Regions from separate parts of the Capsicum annuum genome. Here region 1 is linked to region 2. Evidence: chromatin contacts called from public Hi-C data. All regions are on one chromosome and are shown on one strand. Each heading gives the region's core, a stretch centred on a gene start, on an enhancer-like site or on the middle of the called end of the contact. The rest is flanking DNA. Distances are from core to core; before and after follow the strand shown. Region 1 holds the start of LOC107870802. Region 2 overlaps LOC107870806 (ubiquitin receptor RAD23d).

What was found. A called contact is a pair of places that touch in the nucleus more often than the background predicts.
Region 1: a contact with region 2 is called in a Hi-C map of leaf, with 2.3 times the contacts expected there. The contact joins the promoter of LOC107870802 here to the enhancer-like site in region 2. A contact is called at or near these places in 2 of 5 Hi-C or Micro-C datasets (leaf and placenta).

Annotation. Positions count from the first base shown.
Region 1 is chr5:128,319,947-128,326,236 of UCD10Xv1.1, forward strand. LOC107870802 reads left to right here and starts at 2,764. Exons shown (of 2, transcript XM_016717449.2): 1 at 2,764-5,617. The coding sequence starts at 4,441. All of the region lies in intron 1 of LOC107870804, which reads left to right.
Region 2 is chr5:128,090,096-128,096,065 of UCD10Xv1.1, forward strand. It overlaps LOC107870806 (ubiquitin receptor RAD23d), which reads left to right. Exons shown (of 12, transcript XM_016717454.2): 5 at 387-452; 6 at 543-720; 7 at 897-1,049; 8 at 1,450-1,518; 9 at 1,625-1,672; 10 at 1,778-1,887; 11 at 1,969-2,050; 12 at 2,150-2,653. The coding sequence ends at 2,266. Among protein-coding and RNA genes, the nearest start is that of LOC107870806, 15 kb to the left of the region's middle. Within about 2 kb of position 2,331, at least 5 of the 5 cell types and tissues checked have an H3K27ac peak or open chromatin away from gene starts, as enhancers often do. A contact at or near this core is called in leaf, where this site is marked.

The DNA.
Region 1 (6,290 bases), core at 1,514-4,013, 230 kb after region 2:
AATAAATAAAAAATTAGAAAATTAGCAAAAAGATTTTCTTTTTTTGACATCAAAGCAAATTTAAGGACATGATTTGTCGTTAGGAAGTCCTTTGAGATTAGTCTTGCCTCTAAGACAAGAGTTATAGAATATCTCATAAATCAAAACATAATGTGATAGTGTCAACTCTTGTCCATGGGGTATAACTTGTTGCTTGAAAGTCCTTGGGTTAAGTCTTGCCTCTAAGGCAAGAGTTATAAAATATCTCATAAATCAAAACAAAATATTGTAATATCAACTCTTGCCCATAGGGCACAACTTGTTGCTTGAAAGCCCTTGGTCTAAGTCTTGCCTCTAAGGAAAAAGTTATAAAGTATCTCATAAATCAATACACAATGTGATGGTGTCAACTTTTGTCTATGGGATATAACTTTTTGTTTGATGGTCCTTGGGCTGAGTCGTACCTCTAAGACAAGAGTTACAGAGCATTTCATAAGTAAAAAACACAATGTGTTCGTGTTGACTCTTGCCCAATGTACGTAACTTGTTTGGAAATTTTTGGGATAAGTTGTGCTCCTAAGACAAGAGTTGTAGAATATCTTATAAATGAATACATAATATGGCAGTGTCAACTCTTGCCCGTGGGGCATAATTTGTTGTTTGAAAGTCCATGAACTAAGTCTTGCCTCCAAGGCAAGAGTTATAAAACATCTCATAAATGAAGATATAGCGTGGTAGTGTCAACTCTTGCTCGTGGGCATAATTTATTGTTTGAAAGTCCTTGATCTAAGTCTTGCCTCTAAGGCAAGAGCTGTAGAGCATCTCATAAATGAACGACATAACGTGGTAGTATCAACTCTTGCTCTTGGGCATAATGTTGTTTGAATGTCCTTGAGTTATTTCTTGCCTCTAAGCCCCTGTTTGGATGGTGGTTTTCCATGGTATGGTATGGTTACCAAGGAAACAATGTTTATTTTGATTGTTTTTTAAAAGATATGGTATGGTATGGTATGTTTTCATGGTTTGGTAACCATGAAATCTCTCAATTTTCAGAACCACCGATTTGGTGGTATCCCATGTTTTTTTTTTTTTCAATTATGCCCTTATATAATATTCTTTAATCCCTCTTTACCCTTCACCCTATATCACTTTTAACCCTAATATATTTTTATTTTTAGCTTTTCTGTTTATCTCTCCTCTGCGTTTTTGCGTACTTCTCCTTTGGTTCTTTTTCATTCTTCCACCTTCTCTTCTTCTACGCTCGTTCTCTCAGGTATGCCTTTTTAAACTTTAACTGCTTATTATTTTAAGATGCCTATTTTCTTTAAAAGTTGGTGCTTGGAAGGAAATTTGAGTCTTGTTTCACTTGAATTCTTATTGCTGAATTGCTAGTTCATTGGAGTGTATATTAGGACGTTCTCTTGATTTGAACTTCTTGTACAAGGCGCTGTCTCTTAAATGAATAAAAAGAAATATTGTATTTATTGATTTTCAAAATGGATGATATAGTTTGATTCTATTCGTAGTTAGGTGGATTATAATTGCACATTGTTACTACTATCTGTTACTTCAATTACTTTACTTATCTTGCTATTTTATTGCAAGATTAATTTCCTTTAATGTAACACATGTGGTATCAAATATGAGATCAAATATCAAATAAAAGCACTTAAGTTACAACTGATAGATAGAATCCCAACTATAAAGTACATTAAATCATGATAATGAAATCTTAAATGTTAGAAATTTAAATAACTATGGTTCCTGTCCTCCCGTGATACGCCCTTCTGGCAGCAGACCAAAGTTTAGTAAAAATAATTATTAAAAGATGTTTTTTTATGAATTTAACAACTTAATATGTTTACAAGGCATGATTTATGATAAATTTGTGGAAAGAAAATTATTTTATTAACGATTATTGATAAATTTAAAATTTATAATAATTAGGGACATTTTAGAAAACTTATCCGTTACTATACAGTACCATACCATCAAACCAAATAAAAAAACTGTTATTAAACAATAGTGAACGATATAGTCCATTCAAACATTATATTGTACTATACCATACAGTACAATATTATACTATACTGTACCATACATTATGAAATCATGACAAATCATTATCCAAACAGAGTGTAAAACAAGAGTTGAGAACATCTCATAAATGAAAACGTAACTTGGTAGTGTCAACTTTTGCCTGCGGGACATAATTTGTTGTTTGAAATTTCTTGAGCTAAGTCTTGCCTCTAAGGTAAGAGTTATAGAACATCTCATAAATCAAAATACGATTTGATAATGTCAATTCTTGCTCATGAAATGTAACTTCTTGTTTGAAAATCATGAGTCTTGTCTCTACAATGTAATAGTGTCAACTCTTATTTATGAAGCGTAACTTGATTGAAAGAAATCGAAAAAAGAAAAAAAATAATATAAATTGTGAATAAAGAAGAAAACGAAGAAAATATTAAAAAAGAAAAAAGAAAAATAAAAAAAATAAAGAAAATATAGAAGCTGAGGAAAGAAAAGGAAAAAAAAATCAAGGTTGAGAAAAAACCAAAAAGCAGACAAAACAAAAATAAAGATTAAAAAAAATTTAAAAATAAAAAAAATAAAAATTTGAAAAAATTTAAAAAGTAAGTAGAAGTTGAGAGGAAAAACGAAAAAATAAGTAAGGATTGAGAAAAACTAAAAATAAAAAATAAAAAATAAAAAATAAAAAATAAAAATCAAAGTAAAATAAAAAAAGATTTTTTTTTTTTTTTTTTGAAAATAGAAGTTGAGAGGAGAAAGGTGAAAAAAGTAAGATTGAGAAAACTAAAAAAAAAAGGGAGAAAATAAAATAAAATTGAAGTAAAATAGAAAAGAAAAAGAAAAAAAAGATGAAAGATAAATATGTATGGAGTTGTTTAGAATATTTGAGATATCGAGAGACAAATAAGTAATTGTGTTATATAAAAAAAAGAAGGAAGACTAGTTTTTAAAAAAAAAAGAAAAAAGACAAAGCCCAAAGTATGTTGGGCCTCCTAAATAAGCCCAAGAACTTTGTTGAGCCTTTAATTGACTATCGACCTTTGCTGGGATCCTCAGAAAAAAATTCTTGACCACTCCTCCGTAGATGAAGATACTGAGTATTACATGCGCATGAGTGGAGAAGCTCAAAACCAGCTGGAAGAAAATCTGCAACATGCACATTATTCTGAGGAAAAAGATACAGGACTCAACAAGAAATACAACAACGTGGAGTTTTTTAGTGTGGTCATTGATGACTCAATGGATTTTTCAGAGGATCGGATGGAACTTTTACATGCACCTAGTCCATTAGCAGTTAATGCCACAACATGGAGGTTTTTAGTGTGGTCATTGATGACTCAATGGATTTTTCAGAGGATCGGATGGAACTTTTACATGCACCTAGTCCATTAGCAGTTAATGCCAGCATAACTGAGGAGGGTTTTTAAGTCTCAAGCAACGGTGAAATTCCACATCAATTTAGTCAAATTGAGCCCAATGTTTGGGGTGTGCACAAAGGGATATGAGAGAGAATTTTTTCCTTAATAAGGAGAATGAGCCAAAGAAATACAAGGGAGAAACAGAATAGCAGGGGTAAAGCAAGCAATACAAGCAACCAAGCAGTGCCAAAGGATTGAGAAATCTCATTTTTCATGTGAAATTCAAAGCGGGTGAGCCAAGGAACAGAGGGAGGAAATTAATAATTTGGAACAATGAGGGTAAAAATAGTGTCTTGGAATGTTAGGGGGTTAAACCATGAAGGAAAAAAAGGGTTAGTCAGGAATTTGCTTAAGCCGTGGGGGCAGATGTTTATATTCTTTTGGATACGAAATTACAAGGAAACATCAGCAGTTTAATTCATAGCATTTGGAATAATAGAACTTCATGTAGAGTTCGAAGGGGCTAGTGGAGGAATCTTAATTATGTGGGACAAAAGGATTCGGGAGGGGCTTTTGGTTGAAACAGGATCACAATGCATATGCTGCAAATTTTCAAATCAGAATCAGGAATTCTTTTTGTTGAAGTACCAGAAGAAAGCAATCTTTTCTTTACAAAAGTGTTAACTGTTTTCTGAGAAGTTAGTTACTAACTGGTTTAACAGTTATTTGGAAATTAGTTAGTTATGGATAGGTGAGCCTAGAACAATCCTTTTTCTCACTATATATACATATGTGATGATAACTCTTTCAACATAAGAGAGAATTAATAATAAGAAAATTCCTCAAGTTTCTTCTTCCTCATCTTCTCTTCTTGCTCTGCTTGCTTTCTGCTTTCTGGTTTCTCTGCTTTCTGAGTTTATCAACTGAGTTCTTGATTCAAGAACTCAGATTAAGTTCATGGTATCAAAGCCTTGCAATTTTGAGAATCAAGAATCCCAATCATGGCAAAGGTCGTTGGGTTTATTCCGTAGAAAACAGTAGCTAAAGCTTGAGCAAGAAATCTCTACAAATGGCAGCAACACCTACTGATACATCCAATGGTCCATCAGCTGTAAATGGAACTCAAGGAGCCATGGAAATTGACTACAATTACCCTTTGTTTCTGCACTTCACTAATGTAAGTGGTCTTCAGATCATTTCTTTTCAACTTACTGGAATTGAGAATTTTTCCATCTGGTTTCGATCTATGAGATTATCTCTATTAGGTAGAAACAAATTGGGGTTAGTTAATGGCTCTAGTTCTAAGGATAAGTTTCCAGCTGATATGGCTAATCATTGGGAGGGGGTAAATGCTATTGTAATATCTTGGATCTTGAGTTATGTGGCTAAGAATTTATTAGGTGGAATCATGTATGCTACAAGTGCTCAGGTGGTATGGAATGATTTGTGTGAAAGGTTTAACAAGATTGATGGTTCAAGAACCTTCAGCAATCATAAAGAAATTGCAACACTTTCTCAAGGAACTGCATCTGCATCTGTTTCAATATACTACTCAAGATTGAAAGATCTATGGGAGGAATTTGAGGCTCTAGTGCCCATCCCCGGCTGCAATTGTGATACTTCAAAAGACTATGTTGCTCACTTACAAAAGTTAAAATTGTTCCAGTTTCTTATAGGACTGAATGAGGCCTATAGTCAGGCTAGGAGTCAAATCCTAATGATGAATCCATCACCCTCAATTAACCAAGCATATGCAATGATCGTAAGTGATGAAGGTCAAAGATATGCAGGAATTCTTGGTTCTAATCCTGTGTCTACAGGTTATGAATCTGCAATGTTTTCAAAAGGGGTTGGATCTATAGTGTATAACAAGTCTGGAGTGCAACAGGGTCAGAGATTTAAGAAAAATTATAATCTGCCATGTGAAGTGTGCAAAATTAGGGGTCACACCAAAGAAAACTGTTGGAAAGTGGTTGGCTATCCTCCCGACTTCAAATCTAAGAAGTATGGGCATAATGCTGTGTGTAGTGCTGCTGTTGAGTACACATCTCAGGACAGTTCTGGTGATATGCAAGAATTGAGCAGTGGAAATCTTAACCAATTTGTTGAATCAAAGATGCAGCTTGGTGGTCAGATGGTGCAGGCGCCTCAGACTACTCCTTGTGTCTTTACAAATGATAAATATAATCAAATTCTGCAGCTGCTAAACAAGGAGGAACAAACTAAGCATACAACATATTCTACAGGTAACATGGTTGAGTCAACAGGTTTACACAGATTGAACAATCTGCAATGGATTGTTGACACTGGTGCAACCAACCATATGATTGCTGATTTAAAATTTCTTGATCAGAATCAATCACACAGTTAACTGATCCAAAGACAGTACATTTACCAAATGGTGACACAACTATAGTCACTCATATTGGCTCAAGTAGGGTCTTTGTACAGGACACTATGACTAATGTTTTCTATTTACCATAGTTCAACTTTAGCTTATTGTCAGTATCTAAATTAACAAAAGAATTACATTGTCTGGTTGCTTTTTATCCTGATTTTTGTGTATTTCAGGATCTCTCCGATGGGAAGGTGAAGGGGATTGGTAAAGAAGAAGCTGGTCTATATCTTTTTATCAATTCCACTGACAATAAACTTGCTAAAGATGGGTTGAAAACTGAAAGCTGTGGCCAGTCTACTAAGGCTCTTAATTCTGTCACTTTAGATATAGATATATGGCATAAAAGACTAGGACATGTGTCCTCCCATGTACTAAAACAGTTGCTCTCTATAGATAGTATAGATAGTAAGGTCATCTGTAAACAACTCTCCAAGTGTAAAGTTTGTCCTGCTGCTAAGCAAGTCAGGCTTCCCTTTCCTTCTAGTTCTACTAAGACCTTAGCATGCTTTGAATTAGTTCAT
Region 2 (5,970 bases), core at 1,081-3,580:
AAGGCATTTTTGTGGATATGCATATCATTATTGTAATGGAAAGTATGAAGTGAGAGATTCTAAATATAGGCAGGTGTTTGTATGCTTTAAAAAATATAGGAAGGTGTTTTTCTTTTTGGAACAGACTAAATCGTAAAGAGTGACATATAAAATGAATATGAGGGAATAATAAATTAATAAAAATATTATGGCTATCAGAATTTAGATTTTAATAAATTAATAAAAATATTATGGCTATCAGAATTTAGATTTAACATTCGGATATAGTGTTTGTTTCAAATCACACTCCATGAACCCTTTTTTATTTTGTTTTATCTATCCATTAACCTTTATGGGAAGAGGAAAAGCATTTCATATTCCTTACTTGCTGGCTTGCTATTTTTCAGGCCTGCGGCAGCTCCCTCCCCAGCGCCAGCCTTAGCTTCTGCCCCTGCTCCTGCATCCACAGCTGTGTAAGTATATTCTTCAAGAAACACATTCTCCTTGCCTATTCTGCTAAATTGCAAGATCTCTTTTAAGTAAATGATCTATTTATATGCCAGGCCAGGATCTGATGTCTATGGTCAAGCTGCTTCAAGCTTGGTTGCTGGTAACAACCTTGATGGAGCAATTCAGCAGATTCTTGACATGGGTGGTGGAACGTGGGAAAGGGAGACAGTTGTTCGAGCCCTACGGGCAGCTTTTAACAATCCCGAGAGGGCTGTCGAATACTTGTACTCTGTAAGTTTGTAGCCATATAGAAATTCTTGGTTTAATTAGCTATTAATTTCTATTTGTGTCTAATTTTGTTTGCATCGAACTTTTGATGTATGGTGGTAGCTTTAAGATTTGCTCGAATACCTCATATTGCTGGTTATATCTAATGGCTCATCAAGTTCTTAAATTCTGTTTAACAGGGTATCCCCAAGACGGCAGAGGTACCTCCTGTTAGCGGAAGCCCACCCAGCATGCATGCAGGGAATCAGCCGGCTCAGCCTCAACCTGCAGCACATCCAGCACCTATTCCTGCAGGCGGGCCCAATGCAGATCCTTTGAATCTCTTTCCTCAGGTAGACAGTTTATTTTATGTTTTTATTCTTGTTCTCTGGGGGAATGGCTGGGATGAATTATTTTAGGATAAGTTTTTGATGTGATGTTGCGTCTTAATAAAAATTAATGTCCGAAGGCCAAATTGCCTTAAAATGTTTACACACAATAATAATGATAATTTAAAGTTATTTATTAGTATGAATGAGTTGTTTAATGTCAAATGTTTTTGGTAAAAAGTACATATATATATATATATATATATTTTTTTTTTTTTCTTCCCTTTTTAGATATAAATTTTGTATGTATTTTATAATCTTCAATATTATTCTACTATTAAAGTTTTTTGGGTTCTCAAAATTTTGGGACCTAAAGCAAACACTTTACTAACCTTACTGTTGAGTCATCCTTGTGTTCATGCAGGGTCTTCCCAGTGTGGGATCTAATATTGCTGGTGCGAACACCTTAGACTTTCTAAGGAACAGTCAACAGGTATGCTGTGTGACATTTTCTTGACCTTCACTACATGCATTTTCCTTCCTCAGAGTTCTGGAAAATTCATTTTAGCGAAGTTCATCTAAATTATTGTCATTCTCAGTTCCAAGCTTTACGGGCAATGGTTCAGGCCAATCCACAAATTTTGCAGGTTTCACTCCTTACAGAAATAATCTGTCTTTTGAGTTTGTCTCTTGTTTGGACTACCTGGAAAAATTTGTGTAGATTCTCTTTTCATTCTTTTCTTTGTTGGCAGCCCATGCTTCAGGAGCTAGGCAAGCAGAATCCCCACCTAATGAGGCTTATACAGGAGCACCAGGCTGATTTTCTTCGCCTTATCAATGAGCCTGTTGAAGGAGGAGAAGGGTATGTTTACTCTTCAGCTTTCAATGACTCTCATACAAGGCTATGCTAGTACTGATTCATGTTTTCCCTATTTGATATCAGCAACAATATATTGGGCCAGCTTGCAGCCGCAATGCCACAGGCTATATCCGTAACACCCGAAGAGCGTGAAGCCATAGAACGTGTAAGTGATCAGTGACATGGTGGTTGTGTATTTGTGTATCTATTTGCTTTGTTCCCTTATTTGAGAACTTGTTTGTCTTTTTTTCTCCTCTTTTTGCAGCTTGAGCAAATGGGCTTTGATCATGACCTTGTACTGGAGGTTTTCTTTGCCTGCAACAAAAATGAGGAGCTCGCTGCTAACTACCTTTTAGATCACATGCACGAGTTTGAAGAGTGAAAATAGGGGTTGAATGGATATGTTGTGTAGCTTCCTTTGCTGCCTCCCTCTCTTGGCCCCACGACAAAAATAAGTTTCATTTATGTTGTGGGTTCTACGCTATTCGAGTTCTGGAGAGGGGTGAGCTGGAAAGGCATAACTAGTTATCATGTTTTTCTTTCTTCTCTTCTTCCAGTGTCGGTTTGTACCCCATTGGGATTGTCTTTATACATAGTTTGTCAGTTCTCCTCCCCCCTCCCTCCCTCCCACCCCCCCACCCCCCCACCCTCCAACCAAAAAAAAAAAAAATCCTTCCCTTTGTGGAAACTCAACTGTTTGACCCAGGGATAACCTTTTCAATGTGGATGATCAGAAGCTATTGTTATTTGCATGCATTTCCATTTTCAATTCTGAGGTGTTCTGGTTTTTGTTGCTTGATGACTCACCGTCTCCTCTCTCGGTTTGTTTGGAGATGATTGATGAACAAAAAAGAATTATGGTTAAATTTGATGTTGGATCTGTAAGCTAGCCAAACGTAGTGCCAGAATGGAGCTAATATTTGAGATCCAGCTCCATCTGGTGATTATAGCGAAAGGGTTATCTTGTACTTGATGCTCAACTTAGAAAGTGTTTTCTCAAATAGTAGAAGTAATTTTTCAAATATCATGGAGAAGGTAAAAGTTCAGCTTCTTTCAAAAAGGCGAAAATATAACAACAATACAGCTTGTGCAATTTCATAGATGGGAACTGGGAGGATAGGGTGAATGTACTTACCTCAAGGGAGAAGAGACTCTTTTCATGAGAGACCCTTGGGTTGGGTTGCACACATTAAAGCAGCTTACGAAGAAAAATACAGAAGATATAACAAATAATAGGAAAATATTACGCAAAATTCAACAAACAAGGAATAATAACAATATGCAAATTGTGCATAACCAAAGCATTGGAAATCACGGTAACAGAGATTATTGTGCAAGAAATTATGAGAATAGTGCTAGTACTATTGGTATGTACGGCGAAAAAGGTAAGTGCACCAAACTGCAACTAAACCTATCTCGTAGAAAAGCGAGCCAAAACTTACTACCACTAAACCTATCTCGTAGAAAAGCGAGCCAAAACTTACCTACTCTATCTTGATATGCGACCACCATTACCTCCAATCAAAAGGTCATGTTCGTTTTAGATATGTCATGGTCATGTCTGAAAACCTCTCTTGATACTTTTTTAGCCTATCTATATCCCTTCTTAAACTAACCACAACCAACCTCTTCACTCGGACATTTGTGCATCTCCTTTGCTCGAATCATCTTAGTGTCGCTTCCCCCATCTATTTCACCATGGATGTCGCTCCAACTTTATCCCCAAATCCTCATTCCTAATCTTATCTTTACTAGTATGCCTACTCATCTACCTTAGCATCTTCATTTTCACCGCTCTCTTCTTTTGAACATAAGAGTTCTTAACTGACCAACACTTTGCCCCATAGAATAGAATCAATCTAACCACCAATCTGTAGAACTTTCTTTTTAAATTTTGATGATACATTCTTATCACACAAGACATCGGAGGTGAACCTCCATTTCATCCATCCTACATCAAAATGATATGTGATACTATCATCAATCTCCCAATGTTTTGAATTAAAGATTCATGACACGTGAAACTTCCTCTTTTGGGGATCGTCTATATAAACCTCACCTCCATGTCAACGTTTTGACACATCACTGAAGTGACACTCGAGGTATTCGGTTTTGTCTTTCTCAACTTGAATATTTTAGACTCCAGTTTTTGTCTCCAGACCTCTAGCCTAATGTCAGCTTCATCATGAGCTCATCTTGGATATGACACGTTAATTCATCCAGCAAAAAGAAACATAATTAAGAGTTGGTTTCTAGTGCTATCCCGTCATGATTAAAAAGTGTTCCAAATCTCCTCCCATTATCCTTATTCAGCTCTTGACATCAAACATGTTCTTAATTGCCCTCTTGTATACCACATGAATACCTTGAAACTTTATGCTACGCCTTTTCTAAGTAAATTAACAATATATATACGACCCTCTTCCTTTCCCTATTCCGATCCACCATTTGATTTTTTTAAAGCAAGATATCTTTATCAAAAAATTTATATTTAGCACATATTTTTCATTTACTTAAACGATTTAACGTTGAAATGTAATGACAACAATTGTCCCCTCTTTCGTTTGAGTTTTAACTATATGTTTATTGATTTAAAATTTTTGATATGTTTTTTATGTCCCCTCTTTCGTTTGAGTTTTAACTATATGTTTATTGATTTAAAATTTTTGATATGTTTTTTATTTCATGTTGCCATTTTAATTAAATAAAATAAATTATTTGTTAAAGTTTTTCATAGTTTATCTATAATTATTTCTCTATTAAATAATACCAATTCAAATGAATATTAATACTGTGCTTTTTGTAATTCAACAATAGAAAATATATAAAGATGACCAACTACCATTTGTCTAATACATTGGGAAAATGGTTCGAAATATATTCAAACTTTGACGAAAATTGTTGTAACATGTATTAACTTTGCGGGGATTCTATTATCCCTGAACTTCTTTAAAATGAAATAAATACAACACTGAGTAAGCATAACCAATATTTTGGTAGGCAGTAGTACACACACGCTCTGCCATGTATAAATATAGTAATTTTTCTTCTTTTTTTTAAAAATTTTTATTTTTCCCTTTCTTCTTCTCCTTATTTTTTTCTCCATCTTCAACAATAATTCTTCTTCCTTTTTAAAAACTTATTTTCAAAATTTATTCTTTTCCTTTTTGATTTATTATTTTAAAAACTCCATTGTAGGCCAAAACGTTCAAATTGATCGATGTGCGTCTTGAATCTTATTTTTGGATCAATATTCTTGAATTGGGAGCAACTGAGTTGATTGATTGTTTGAAGAGTTTTGAATCATTGTTTCGGGTTGTTTAATAAATTGGGGTTGTTTGAAGGTTGAAAACTGAAGCACCACCTGTAAAAAACCATAAACGCTTGTTCAAAAACTTGGGTTCAAATTTGATTTACAACAAACGAGATTCCTTTTGAGTGGATAATATATCAAAAGAATGAAAAATCTGATAGGAGCCCATTCTAAAATTGGGATAATTTGGAGAAGATTTAAGGTGATTTTGCATCCATTTTTCAGAGCGAAAGAGATGAAGAAGAGGGGCTGCATTTTCATATTTACGAAGATTAGGGGTGTTCATGGGTTGATTTGGGTCGGTTATTGGTCAAAAACCATAATCAAACCAACTTAGTCGGTTTTAAAATTTCTAAAACCAAACCAAACCAAATAAAAAAATAACCATCGGTTTGGTTCTTGTCGGTTTAGTTTGGTTTGGTTTTTTCGGTTTATAACTTTAGCAAATGATAAAAGTTGAAAATTTATAAAACAAATACAATCTAACATATGAGATGTCAACCGAGTGTTGTATCTCAACCTTGAAACTATGATGTCAACTGAGTGTTATACTTCGGCAAAGCCATGACAATACCATATGAACACTTCTAAGAAAATATTTAAAAATAATATTAAACATAATGATATGATAAATCCCCAAAAGATGAACACATAAACTTCTTGCTCAACAAGGTTCAAAAAGAAAGTTAAAACTAGTGATTGTCTATAGTCTAATGAATCTCAGTTGTAAATTTCAATATGCAATAAGATATTATTTTCACAATTAGTATCAT